Regions from separate parts of the Gossypium hirsutum genome. Here all the other regions are linked to region 1. Evidence: chromatin contacts called from public Hi-C data. All regions are on one chromosome and are shown on one strand. The core of a region is the stretch at or near the end of the contact, and the rest is flanking DNA. Distances in the headings are between cores, read along the strand shown. Region 1 holds the start of LOC107900817 (transcription factor DUO1). Region 2 holds the start of LOC107900819 (autophagy-related protein 3). Region 3 holds the start of LOC107899894 (RGG repeats nuclear RNA binding protein A).

The links. Hi-C and Micro-C count contacts between places; a contact is called where the count stands out from the background.
Region 2: a contact with region 1 is called in a Hi-C map of hypocotyl, with 6 times the contacts expected there. The contact joins the promoter of LOC107900819 here to the promoter of LOC107900817 in region 1. A contact is called at or near these places in 15 of 34 Hi-C or Micro-C datasets (anther, callus, fibers and 4 more).
Region 3: a Hi-C map of hypocotyl shows a contact between it and region 1, with 2.1 times the contacts expected there. The contact joins the promoter of LOC107899894 here to the promoter of LOC107900817 in region 1. A contact is called at or near these places in 6 of 34 Hi-C or Micro-C datasets (hypocotyl, leaf and petal).

What each region holds. Positions count from the first base shown.
Region 1 is chrD08:52,406,734-52,410,582 of Gossypium_hirsutum_v2.1, forward strand. It overlaps LOC107900817 (transcription factor DUO1), which reads right to left and starts at 2,253. Exons shown (of 3, transcript XM_016826532.2): 1 at 1,868-2,253; 2 at 1,485-1,746; 3 at 419-1,176. The coding sequence starts at 2,064. The coding sequence ends at 667.
Region 2 is chrD08:52,273,501-52,277,389 of Gossypium_hirsutum_v2.1, forward strand. LOC107900819 (autophagy-related protein 3) reads right to left here and starts at 2,203. Exons shown (of 10, transcript XM_016826534.2): 1 at 1,793-2,203; 2 at 1,519-1,589; 3 at 1,315-1,431; 4 at 1,069-1,232; 5 at 683-768; 6 at 535-586; 7 at 371-436; 8 at 117-244. The coding sequence starts at 1,953.
Region 3 is chrD08:52,586,235-52,590,396 of Gossypium_hirsutum_v2.1, forward strand. LOC107899894 (RGG repeats nuclear RNA binding protein A) reads left to right here and starts at 1,441. Exons shown (of 7, transcript XM_041098356.1): 1 at 1,441-2,140; 2 at 3,404-3,701; 3 at 3,808-3,873; 4 at 4,007-4,139. The coding sequence starts at 1,939. It overlaps LOC107900809 (protein VASCULAR ASSOCIATED DEATH 1, chloroplastic), which reads left to right. Exons shown (of 19, transcript XM_041098355.1): 15 at 62-123; 16 at 212-251; 17 at 368-471; 18 at 576-669; 19 at 838-1,267. The coding sequence ends at 896.

The sequences.
Region 1 (3,849 bases), core at 1,003-3,502:
ATGGTGAGAGTCTGGAGGACAGGTATACCTTTTTCATACAAAATTTAGTTTATATTTATTTAACTAATACTTATTAATGAATTATCTGAAGTGGGTCGCAATATAAGTATAGAGGGAATTAAGTGGGTCTAGAACCCACGTGGGTGGTTTATCTTGCAAGTCGTAGGGCGGGGATAATTTTAAGTTTGTACCTGTAATGAGTTGCGAAGCGAGAATGAGTATGAAAATTCTTAACAGTGATGGGTGCAATGAGAGCACCCCACCCCAATTGATATCCTATTTCGAAGTTGTAAGAACTTAACCTATGACCCGTTAATAGAACTGTCAAGTGATTAAAGTTACAAAAAAAAAAATCAATATCATCATGTATTGGACTGCACTTCTTAAGTTCAACACTAAATCTAAAACTTCACTAGGATTGGCAGCAAATTTTGACCTTTAATTTTTGGCACCCAACACTGGATATGCCTTTGACTATATACAGAAGCACACGAATGAGAAATGAAGAACCAGCAGTTTACAGTGACAATATTCATCCTCTTAAGAAAGAAAAAAACAGAAATAGAAAGAAGAAAAAGAAAGCCTCCTACTCATTGAAACAGCAATAATATACAAGAAAAGAGTTTAAAACGTTAAACAAAAGTCAAGTTTCCTTCATCTTTGAATTTAGGTTGATGGATTTGGAAGCGGTTCCATTTGATCAAACATGTCTGCTGGGAAATCATCGAAGAAGGCATCAGGGATCATAGGGTTATCAGCTTCTTCCCTTGCACCGAACCCACCGCTTCTCACCGGTTCAAGAAATGGCTGCTGCTCCACGTTCCCACTGTCAAGTTCATGAACATCCATAGGTGCAAACACTTGTGAAAAGTAAGGATCCTCGAATTTAGCCAACAGGTCTTGGCTTTCCAGTGATAATGTGAGGTATGGTTGGGGGTGTGGAGTCTGAGGGAAGAAAGCTTGCGGTTGGGCCTCAGCAGCAGCATACGGGTTGTTCCCTATCGACATCAGCTCCAGCTGCGCCATGTTCGCATCGGTGTACAACTTGGGATTTACTAGTTTCGGGAATTGCTCCACTTTAATAATAGTCTCGGTGTTATCAAGGTAGGATGATGATGAGCAAGATTGAGCCATGGTGTATGATATTTCCTCCATTGATGAACTCAACTTTGGAGCCTTGAAATTAACCCCCCCCCACCCCCCCCCCAAAAAAAAAAGAAACATAACTACTTATCGCACCATAAGAAAACTATTGAACTCAAACCATCTAAAGACTACTCAAGAATTAATACAATACAAGCAATTAGCAACAGTTTAGCCACTTTTTAAGCGAAGAACAGTGAAGTGAATTCTTTTTGAGTCAATTCATCAAACAAATGCATCCAATGGAATATTTTATTAGTCCCCAAACCACAAAAGTGACTAAAATAATTCCAAAAAAGCACTTGGAAATTCGAAACAACCATCATAAAATTGGGTTTTACCTCAAAAACAGGAACATCGTGAAAGGCAGGGATTTCCCTTTTAAGTTTGAGTGATTTGGAAGAGGAAGAGGAGGAGGAGGAAGAGGGGGCCCCTGAATTCTGCAATATCCTAGCCAGTCTCTTCTGCCTACTGCTCCAAAAATTCTTCACGTCGTTATCGGTCCTTCCAGGCAAATACGTTGCGATTTTAGCCCATTTGTTCCCAAACTGTGCCTGCAATTCTATCACCACCCTCTCTTCCTCTGCCGTAAACTTGCACCCACTTGGAAGATTCAAACAAACAAACAAAAAAGAAATTACTTGTGAATTACAAACAAGTAGTAGAGGAGAGCAGCAGAGATTAATCTATATATATATATATACACATACACACGCATGCTTACTTCTTCAAGTTGGGCCTAAGTTTGTTAACCCAACGAAGACGACAAGATTTGCCAGTTCTTTGCAAAAGGCCTTTGGATCGGATGGAGCTCCATTCTCGAGGGCCATATTTCTTAACATGGTTGATCAGCACTTCATCTTCCTCTGCCTTCCATGGCCCTTTCCGTATCTGACTTATCTCTACTAGCTTTCCTTCCATTTCCCCTAATTTAACCCTACTATCTTATACCAGGGAATGGCTATTCACGGATTCGGATAATAAATTTGGTCTTGTAATTTTCTCTTCTTCTTCTTTTTTTCTGATTAATGTAGTAGTCTTATTATCTTTGTTTTTATGTTTCTTCTTTCGGTAATGACGGTTAAGACGGTTACTGCCACCATCCTCCGCCAATATCCCCACGTTCCCAATTTTTTCCCTCATTCAAAATTTGTAATTTACGTATCTCTCCTTTATTCCTTCTCCTCTCTCTCTCTCTCTCTCTCTTTGATAGTTTTATGAATCACTATTCTTTTTAAGATTATATGTAGAATTACAATTAATAAATATTTGAATGATTGTAATTACAACTAAACATTATCAAGTATTATAAAGTATAACAAATTATTAATAATAAAATTAAAATAACTTTTAAAAGGATTTAAATTAAAAAAAATTGATCCAATGTATACTCACTAAAGATGATATCAGTTTGGTTAAATTTTTTAGTTTTTTTAACTATCCATTAATTCGACTCGGTTCAATTTTCAATTTTTATTTTGATTTTATAAACTTATTTGGATAAAATAAACTGTATTTTATGACTTTTTAAAGTCTTTTAGTAAATATCTCTAAAAAATAATAATTTTTCAAGAACCTTAAAATTATATTTATTATTTTAAATATAAAATATTTATTTTTATATCATAAAAATTAAATCGATTTTTAACTTATATTTTATAAACCGGATTGGTTTAGTTCATACTATTGCGGTGGTCCGCGTGTTCAGCACCCAACCAATCAACGTGCTCCTAACAAGACATCGTTTTGGGCGTATTTATGCAAAATGGGCCTGCCACACCCATTTCCATGCAATCTTTCATTTCAGTCTCATGAGGTTAGTGTTTACCAACACTATCTTTTTACTTATTATTTGTATTTTTGATTTATTCAATTTTACAACAAATACATACATGAATCTATTAAAAATAATGAAATAGAAACAAGAAATTATACCTTGAAATTTAACCTAAAGTTTGGAAGGTGTAATTACGAAATTACAAATTATCGTGTACTCATGTATGGGTCCAACTGCTATATCTAACTATCCAAAAAATCTTATTCAAGCCCTATTCAATCTGCGTTGGAGACAAGCCACCTGGAAATGAACAAAACACATGGTATTCAACAACCTTGCTAACGTACATTTCTTTCCATCTTGCCATTCTTTGAAACCATATTTAACACAAAGAAACGATCTCTAGCATGATAATCTTGTAATACTCTGCTAGGAAATGTGTTCCATTGTCATTCTGAATGATGACCACACCTCCGATGAGGTTGCTCTTTAGGTAGCTACTTATGTGGAGGCATAAAACCCATGGTGAGTCGAAACCTCCTACCTCCAGGGATCTTTGTAGGCGATGACGATTTGAGCTTTTTGGAGGGTTAGCATCAAATGAGAGGTGAAGATCATTCATTTTGTTGATAGCACCTAAAGGGATATTGGATTAACTTTCTTGAAGATAAACTTATTTCTTGACTTCCTAATAATCCATGAAGTACAATTAAAGGTCATTGACCAGAAGCCATTGAAAGATCCAAGAGGAGAGAGTAGTAAGATGGAAAGACTTTATGCGAAAGGAGAGTGGAGATTTAAACCAAACAGCTCTACAAAAATCACAGTGAATGAATAGGTGGTCCAAGGATTTCAAGTAAGTCTGACATAAAGAACAGTAGCTATCCTTTGTAATGTTCCATTGCTGGAGAGTCACCTTGGTCGAAAGG
Region 2 (3,889 bases), core at 953-3,452, 130 kb before region 1:
TGATTGTAATTGTAAAGGAAAATTGTGCCAAAAAGTTATCACACCGCACACATGTTTTCTCAAAAGTGAAAGGGTCAATTCCAAGCAATTTAGAAATGAGAGGTCAAAAGTTTTACTTATCAACTTCAGGTTCTACTCCACGTGACATAAGCACATCAATGATCTTTTTCATGACAGCCCCATGTCTGCATGGATGTACGGATGCATGCTTCCCAGGTAAGTGAGGATGGTCCTCAATAGTAACCTATACCAGTAAATTAGCATAGAGTAAAAAACATCTTCCAAATTCCTAATGAGCAAACTAAAATCTATACTCCTACCACTTAAGGAAGAATGAGAGAGATAATTTGAATTATTAAATACAGCCTACCGTTTTGTGTGCGTGATCCTGACTAACATCCTCCAGAACAAGCTCTGGTTGTAAGAGCATCCTTGACTATAAACAAATTCAGATGAGGACAACATTTGCAGCCATATCAATTAGTTCAATATTTGAATTCACAGCTGTAAAAACAAGGATTCTCAAATACCTACCTCATCATACCCAGTAAGCCACACACGAGGAGTCTGATAGTATTTATCATACCTACAAATTTGATAATGTTTGTCAAGTTTGAGATTTCATAACAAAATCATAACCTGAAAATGAATCCTAAGCATGTTGGCACCAGAATTGTCTTACGTGATGCTGACATCATAGGTTCGGGTCCGTAAAATATTGTCATCATCAGGCTCTTGAGCAACAAGATATGTTGGTTGTAAAGTAGCCTGCATTGATCAGAGACATATCAGATAAGTACACAGACATTTGAACCTCTAAAAGGGAAAGAGAAATTAGAATCTATATCCTTGAGGACAGGTTTGCTAAGCATAAACCTATATCCTTGCACCTTATCACAACATAATCCCCCCCCCCTCAAAGGTATTAACCAAGATATGTAATATTAAGATAATATTAGAACTCTGATAAAAGGCTAATCTAAATCAACTAGTTACAAAAAGAAAAAGTTACTCGGCTAGTTTTTGAATCTCAGAAATCATATAAGTTTCTCAGCAGTCAGCACTTACTGCATCAGTCTCAACAAGATTGTCAGCTTCTTCATAATCAGCCATGTCGGGTATATCTTCTTCGTCTTCACCAACCCCAAAATAAGAAGGTATTGATCTTACAGCATTCTGCCTTATTTCTAGAGTCTCCATTGAAGGCAGGTTTTCCTCCACATCACTTTTATCTGTCAGGAAGATTAGCTGTGTGAAGTCCATAATTTCATCCTAGAATCAACACAAGCAGAACCTCAAGGAAGAAGATAATACCTTTGGGTTTACCATGAGTTGCCAACCAACCATCATTGTCTTCATTATCAAGAAGAACCTCTCCTCCTGCAGCTTCATATTCTTCTTCCACTGACGCAGCCCTCCTTAGGCAGGGCACTAACCACAAAATCACCAAATAAAATTACTAGTACTAATCAGATATGCAATTCAAAGGAAAATTAAGTGAGATGGTGGTCAATTTACCATTTCTAGTAATCAAGTATTGCTTTTCGGGCGGTAAATAGGACTTCCTCTTGCTTGGCTCTCCAGATTCCCTAGTATTCATAACAATTCACTGAGTTAAATTGTTATACCATGAATTATGAAGCTATACTACAAATTTTCCCCAAAAATATTAATCCATTAATATCGATGTACAATATGAAAATATAAAAGGATTCATATAATTCCAAAACTACTAAAGCAAGTTACAAACAAAGAAATAAAGATACATATGTTGATAGTATGGTGAAGATACCAAGACCAGGTAGGGCATTTGGATACAAGATTATCACCAGCCAGGATGAACTCGGAGACGCTTAAAACTCCTTTCTCTTTAAAAGCAGAGACTGTTCGAGGCCCTGTTATTCTTTCCACAGTTCCTTTGAATGCCTCATGAATCCTCTGAGAAAGTACCATATTTTTTTCCGAATTTCTTGATTCAATTTAATGTACGATCAAAGGAGAGAGGATATAATCAAAACCCTAGCGATTCAATCGAAGTCGAAGGTTGAAACCCTAGAGATCCCGTACGGACGAGGTAGAGAGAGAAAGGGATCGTCGAATGCGCTTGCGTTGTGGTGTTGTGTTGCGTAGGAAAAAATAATAGCGTGTGGCGTATGAGTTCTACCATCCGTGAGCCCGTTGGACATCGCAAACCCGATGGTCTGGCACGGACGGCTGTGATTGATTAGTCGCATGTGTAGGTTACGCCTCTCAATTAATACTTGGGTAAATTTCGCATTTAATCAGCTAACTTTTGTAAATTTTTATTTGGTCACTGAAAATAAGAAAAATTCAAATCTAGCACTGCCTTAGATGGTTGGTTTTAGCCACTCACCCTTAATTTCGCTAACGGGGGTGTTTCTATACTTTAGTTTCTCAATTTTAATAAATTTTTATTTTAGTCAATAATATTTCAATTTAGAATTAAAATATATCATTTTGGTGAGTAATATTCTTTGCAAAAATCCAAGTTTTCTCTCATAAAAATGAAGGTAATTTCTCGTAAAAATGTAAGTTTTTCTTTTTTTTTACTAGACTAAACTAAACTTAAATTTAAAAATGGAAAAAATAAAAGAAATTAAAATGAAAAAAATTAGTTTTTCCTATAAAACCCTAAACTTTTCTCAATAAAAATCCAAATTTTCTTATTACTACAGAAAAATTAAAATTAATTCAAAAAATAAAAAATAAAAGAAATTAAAAGATAAAATGGTTTTTACCTATAAAAAGTCAATTTTTCTTTTTTTCTTTTTTTTTTGTAAAAATCCAAGTTTTCTCCTATGAAAACTCAATAATTCAAACTCAATAATTCAAGAAATTATTTTATGGATCCTTCCCACCACATTATCCATGGTCCATTTCCAATTATTTAATGACATTTCAACACTTTTTTCATGTCATTAACATATAATTTTGGTAATTTTTTTACCATGAACCTCAAACCCCGAACCTTGAACCTCAAACGCCGGCTTTTTTACCCATATATTATAAAAAAAATAAAAATTTCGAAAATGGTATCCCAAACCCATTAATTACGAGAATGGGTTGTTTTAGGTGGTGGAAGGTGGTACAGAGGAGGCCTTACCCATTTTTTTTGACACGGACGAATTTTTGTTAAAAAATTTCTCTTAAAACAATTTTATATTAGGTGGTACCTTGTTGATTGGCGACACCAAAAAGCATATTTTATACGGGTCATATAGGGTGTCGGTTTGGTGGTGCCATATTGGTAGGCGGCACCAGTGGTGCCCATGTCAAAGGCGGCACCCATTTTGAATTTTGCTAGACATTAGGCAACAAAGAACACATCTCGAGCATTAACAAGAAACTTAATAAAAAAAACCCAAACATTGAACGGATGCACGCACAAGCACACCAAAAAAGAAAACTTGTGTATGGTCTAATATGCATCAAAAGTTTTATGTTTGGTCGGTCTCTGGGATATTGTAAGTTTATTACAGCAAATAGGAAAATCATTAAACTTTAATGGACAAGCAATGTATAGGCACCATTTGGTGCTGCCTCTGACATGGGCACTACTAGTGCCGCCTGTCAATATGACACCACTAAACTAACATCGTATATGATCCGTATAAAACATACTTTTTGGTGCCGCCAATTAACAAGGCAACACCCGATATAAAATTGTGTTTAATTTTTTTATAACAGAAATCTGCCGGAGTCAGAAAAAATGGGTGGTGTACATCTGCACCACCCTCCACCACCTAAAACAACCTATTCACGTATTTAATCGGTTTGGGATACCATTTTCAAAAAAATTATTTTCTTTTATAATATATAGGTAAAAAAGCCTTAAACCCTGAACCTTGAACCCTGAACCCTTTATTAG
Region 3 (4,162 bases), core at 191-2,690, 180 kb after region 1:
TAAATGAATAATGATTATACTTGTTCATTTTCCTTCATCTGATGCCATGCACATGGGACAGGGAAAATAGTGCAGTCTACTCTTGAAGAGTGTCGAGAAGCATATGCAACGTGGATAGACAGGGTATTATATTTCTCTTGTAATTTTATGTTTTATTTTGTAAATTTTGTTTGAACATTGATCAAAATGATTTTTATCATTAATGTTTCAGGCACATGAATTGTTGAAGCAGAACATTGATAAACAAGGAGGTTCATAATTCGACCATCAGATTTTTTTTTGAATAATTTCATCTTAATGATATTTATGATCTGAGCAGTTATGCACATGTTGGAGTTACTGACATAAGCTCCTTTGTTTGAATCAGGGGTAAAGCCTTCTGAAAGCTCAACTGGAAATGGTGAACTCCAAGTCGAAAGGGAAGTGGCTACCACGGAACCTTCAGAAAGATCTCATACCTTAAGTGATCCAGTAAGGACATTGCAGATGTCTGATTCTCTGGATGTTAACCAGCGAATTGGGAATCTTTTGCAAGAAAGTTTGACTAGTGCTTTATCCATTGCATCTTTGTTAAGCGAGTTTGCGAGGAAATCCTTCTCATACTTGAAAAGCCAAGGCCACATTTCACTAGTCTTAGCTGTTGCCTTCACTGTGATTCTCCTGATGCAGGTCTATAGTTCCCAGTTAACTTATTACCTCTAATTCATTGGTTAAGTGATTTTGATAATCGTACCCATAGCTAGTCCCTAATAACTAGTCATTCTGGATTTTATCATTCTCATATAGTATTGTTGGATCCTCACGACTCTCATTCCTCCTTTTGGTTTCTAACTGCAGGTAAGCATTGTTGTGCTATTAAACAGGCCACAACAAGTGCATGTGAATTACCCAGTTGAGTACATGGGTAGCATGATGAGAGGTGGTGGAGGCGGAGGTGGAGAAAGCAGAGCTGAAGCAGTGGCTTGGTTGGAGAAGCGGATGCATCACCTTAAAGAAGAGACGACAATGGTTGAAGCTCGGCTAGAGAGGATGTGGCATGAGCATGCTGCTTTAAAAGCAGAGTTAAAAGAATTAGGGTATCCGAAGAAGCATAATAGATAAAATCTAACATGTATAGTTTTTTTACAAATGAGTATTTTTCATAGTAAATCATGAAAAATCAATACGTGCTTTTCATATAATTAGTATATGTATGTAGAAGTCTGAAATTGAAATCATATAAACTGTTTGGTTGATAATGAATGAATGAAATAGGGGTTGGAATTTATTTGTGATTGTAATTTTTCTTTTGTCAAACTTAGGGTCGTACTTTTGTTTTTAATATTTATGGAAAAGCCTTTAATTGATCATTATTCATATTTTTTGAAATTATAATAAATAAATTAGGGTACTTAGTTAACAAATTTGTGCTTTTATATATATTTCTGATTAGAAACAAATATTTTAAAAGAAGTATGATCAAATAAGATTACAGTTTTTAAAACAATGTTTTTTTAATGCAAATTTAGATTTTAAATTTTTTATTTTGAAATCAAGTCGTATTGAATTTTCAAATGAAAGATATAAAAGATTTTGTTCACAAAATTTAAATCTGAGATATTAATCAACTCTACCTAATTTTGGTATTTTCTATGTGTTTTTATGCACTCTCTACAGTGAGCCAAAATAAATAAATAAACATCGTAGTGCAGAAAAAGAGTCAGATTAGGTTTCTCTCTCTCTTACGCTTCTATACTCTTATCTCTTTTGCGGCTAGGGTTTTTCTTTCTACTGCACCTCTCCTAACTTTTTTTTTTTAATTATTAAAAGATTGGTTTGGTTTCATAATATAAAAATCTAATGGAAGTTTTGTTAGAGTAAGGGATTTCGTGGTTATTATAAACGAAAGATTCTAAGGGTTTGGAAGTGGTTAGTGTGGATTTTTCATTCAAGAAAGAAATGGCTGGCTTGAACCCTTTTGATTTGTTGGGGGATGACGACACTGGGGAACTATCATTGCTGATCGCTGCTCAGCAAAAGGCTGTCGCAGCCACTGCTACTGCTGCTGCCCCAAAGAAGGGCCCAGCAAAGTCTCAAGCTAAGACGCAACCTGCAACTCAGGCTAAGCTTCCCTCCAAGCCTCTCCCTCCTGCTCAGGCTGGTGAGCTTTCTCTATTGAAGTTACTCATTATTTTCAGCTGTCTGTGTCGGGTATTGAGTTTAACCGATTGTCTTAAGCTGAAGTCTTCTTTTCTTAATGATCGAGTTCTTTTCTTTTCTTTTTTGTTTTTTTTTTGGGGGGGGGCGGGTGAGAGGGTTGAGTGGGTTTAAGTTCATTATACTTCCGTTTCATTTCTTGTAAAGGGAAGTTGGGCTCTGATTGTTAAAGAGTATTTGTTATCCGTTATTTACTTGGAATATAATCATTGCGAGTTTCTTATTTGTATAGACTTATTTCTTATAGTGAACAGAGCAAAAGATTCCGAAAAGCATATTGGTTTTCTTGTTGTTCTTTCTTTTCTAAAATGAAATCCAATGTTGTCAAGTTGCACTCAAGCTGCTAGAATCCTTCTATTACCTTAGCCGCCTAAAAGTACTTGCTTGAGTGATATAAGGCGCAATATGTACAAGTGTATGTGCTTGTTTGTTTTATATATATGCATGTGTATATATGTGTATATGTAGGTGTGTGTAGAAGCTTAAGATATATGGTCATGATAATAAACTCTTAAGATTGATCAACTTTATTCTCCTACAAAACATGAAATTATAATTTTTTGTTGGCCAATATGATTGGTTTTCTTATGATCTCATGTCTGTGTTGGATAGTTGAGCATTGAGAAGTGGAGTGGGAGCTAGCATCTTAATCTTCTTAGTAAATGTACAATTAATGAAAAATAAGTAAAAATGAATGAAACTAGTGCGAACTTCAATCAAGCCAATTGCTTTAGTGCCTATCATCTTATGAAAAAATGCTAGTAGGCACATGTATGCGCTCCTAACCGAATGCATCTTGCCCAAAGAGGTTTCGTGGCGCTTTTGTTGTTTGATGCTAAGGTGCATGCCTTAACTATAGAAATTTAATCAGAATGCAGCGGGGAACCTTGTCTTTTCTGTTTACTCTCTGAAAGTGTCAGTTGGTATTCCATCGAAACTGAGATTTTTTTCCCGAAGTGTTTACGCATTGGTATGAATTTTTGTTTTTAGGGAAGTTTGATAGTTGTATAACTGATCTCATCTTGATAGTTATGACAGTTAACATTGTTTTATATCTAATTGTCAGTTATGGTTTCTTCCTTTATAGCATAAATCATATAAACCTGAAATTTCTGTATTTGAAGATTTTGTTTCTTGAGCTGCCTTCAAGATGAAGCTCTTAGCTCTCTTGGGCTTATCACTGATGTCAGTGTTTTTAATTCCTAAGTGAGGGAGGCAAAGAGTGAAGGTGCTCGTGGCGGAGGTCGTGGTGGGCGAGGATATGGACGTGGACGTGGTGGTAGTGGTAGTGGTGGATACAGACGTGATTTTGCAAATGACGAGAACTTATTCAGCAATAATGCTGTACCTGAAGATGGAGAGAGTGGAAAACCCTCTGAAAGGTGTGGTTATGGTGGTCCTCGACCTTACCGTGGTGGTCGCCGTGGTGGTTTCAGTAATGGGGAAGATGCAGATGGGGAGCGACCTCGCAGGTTGTATGAACGCCGTAGTGGGACAGGGCGCGGGTAAAAAAGGAAGCTTTTGTTTAACATTAGCTTTGATATATTCTGCATATCGGTATTTTAGCCAAGTCTCAAAGCTGATGTTTCTGTGTTCTGTTCATGTCTGCAGAAATGAGCTCAAACGTGAAGGCTCTGGTCGTGGTAATTGGGGAACTCAAACTGATGAACTTGCTCAGTGAGTTATCTCTAGTAGTTACAATCACAACCTTCAATTTTATTGTAAATCAATAAAATATCACTTTGTTTCACTCTTCTTCCCTTATTATAATCATAAAATGAAAATGAAATAATGTATTTTTATTGTTAAGGGTGACTGAAGAAGTTGCCAATGAAGGTGAGGGGAATTTAGGTGATGAAAAGCCAGCAGGAGAAGATGATGCTAGAGATGCTAACAAGGAGAGTGCTTCAAACGAGCCTGAAGAAAAAGAGCCCGAGGATAAGGTAAAGGGTTATTGACGTCTGCA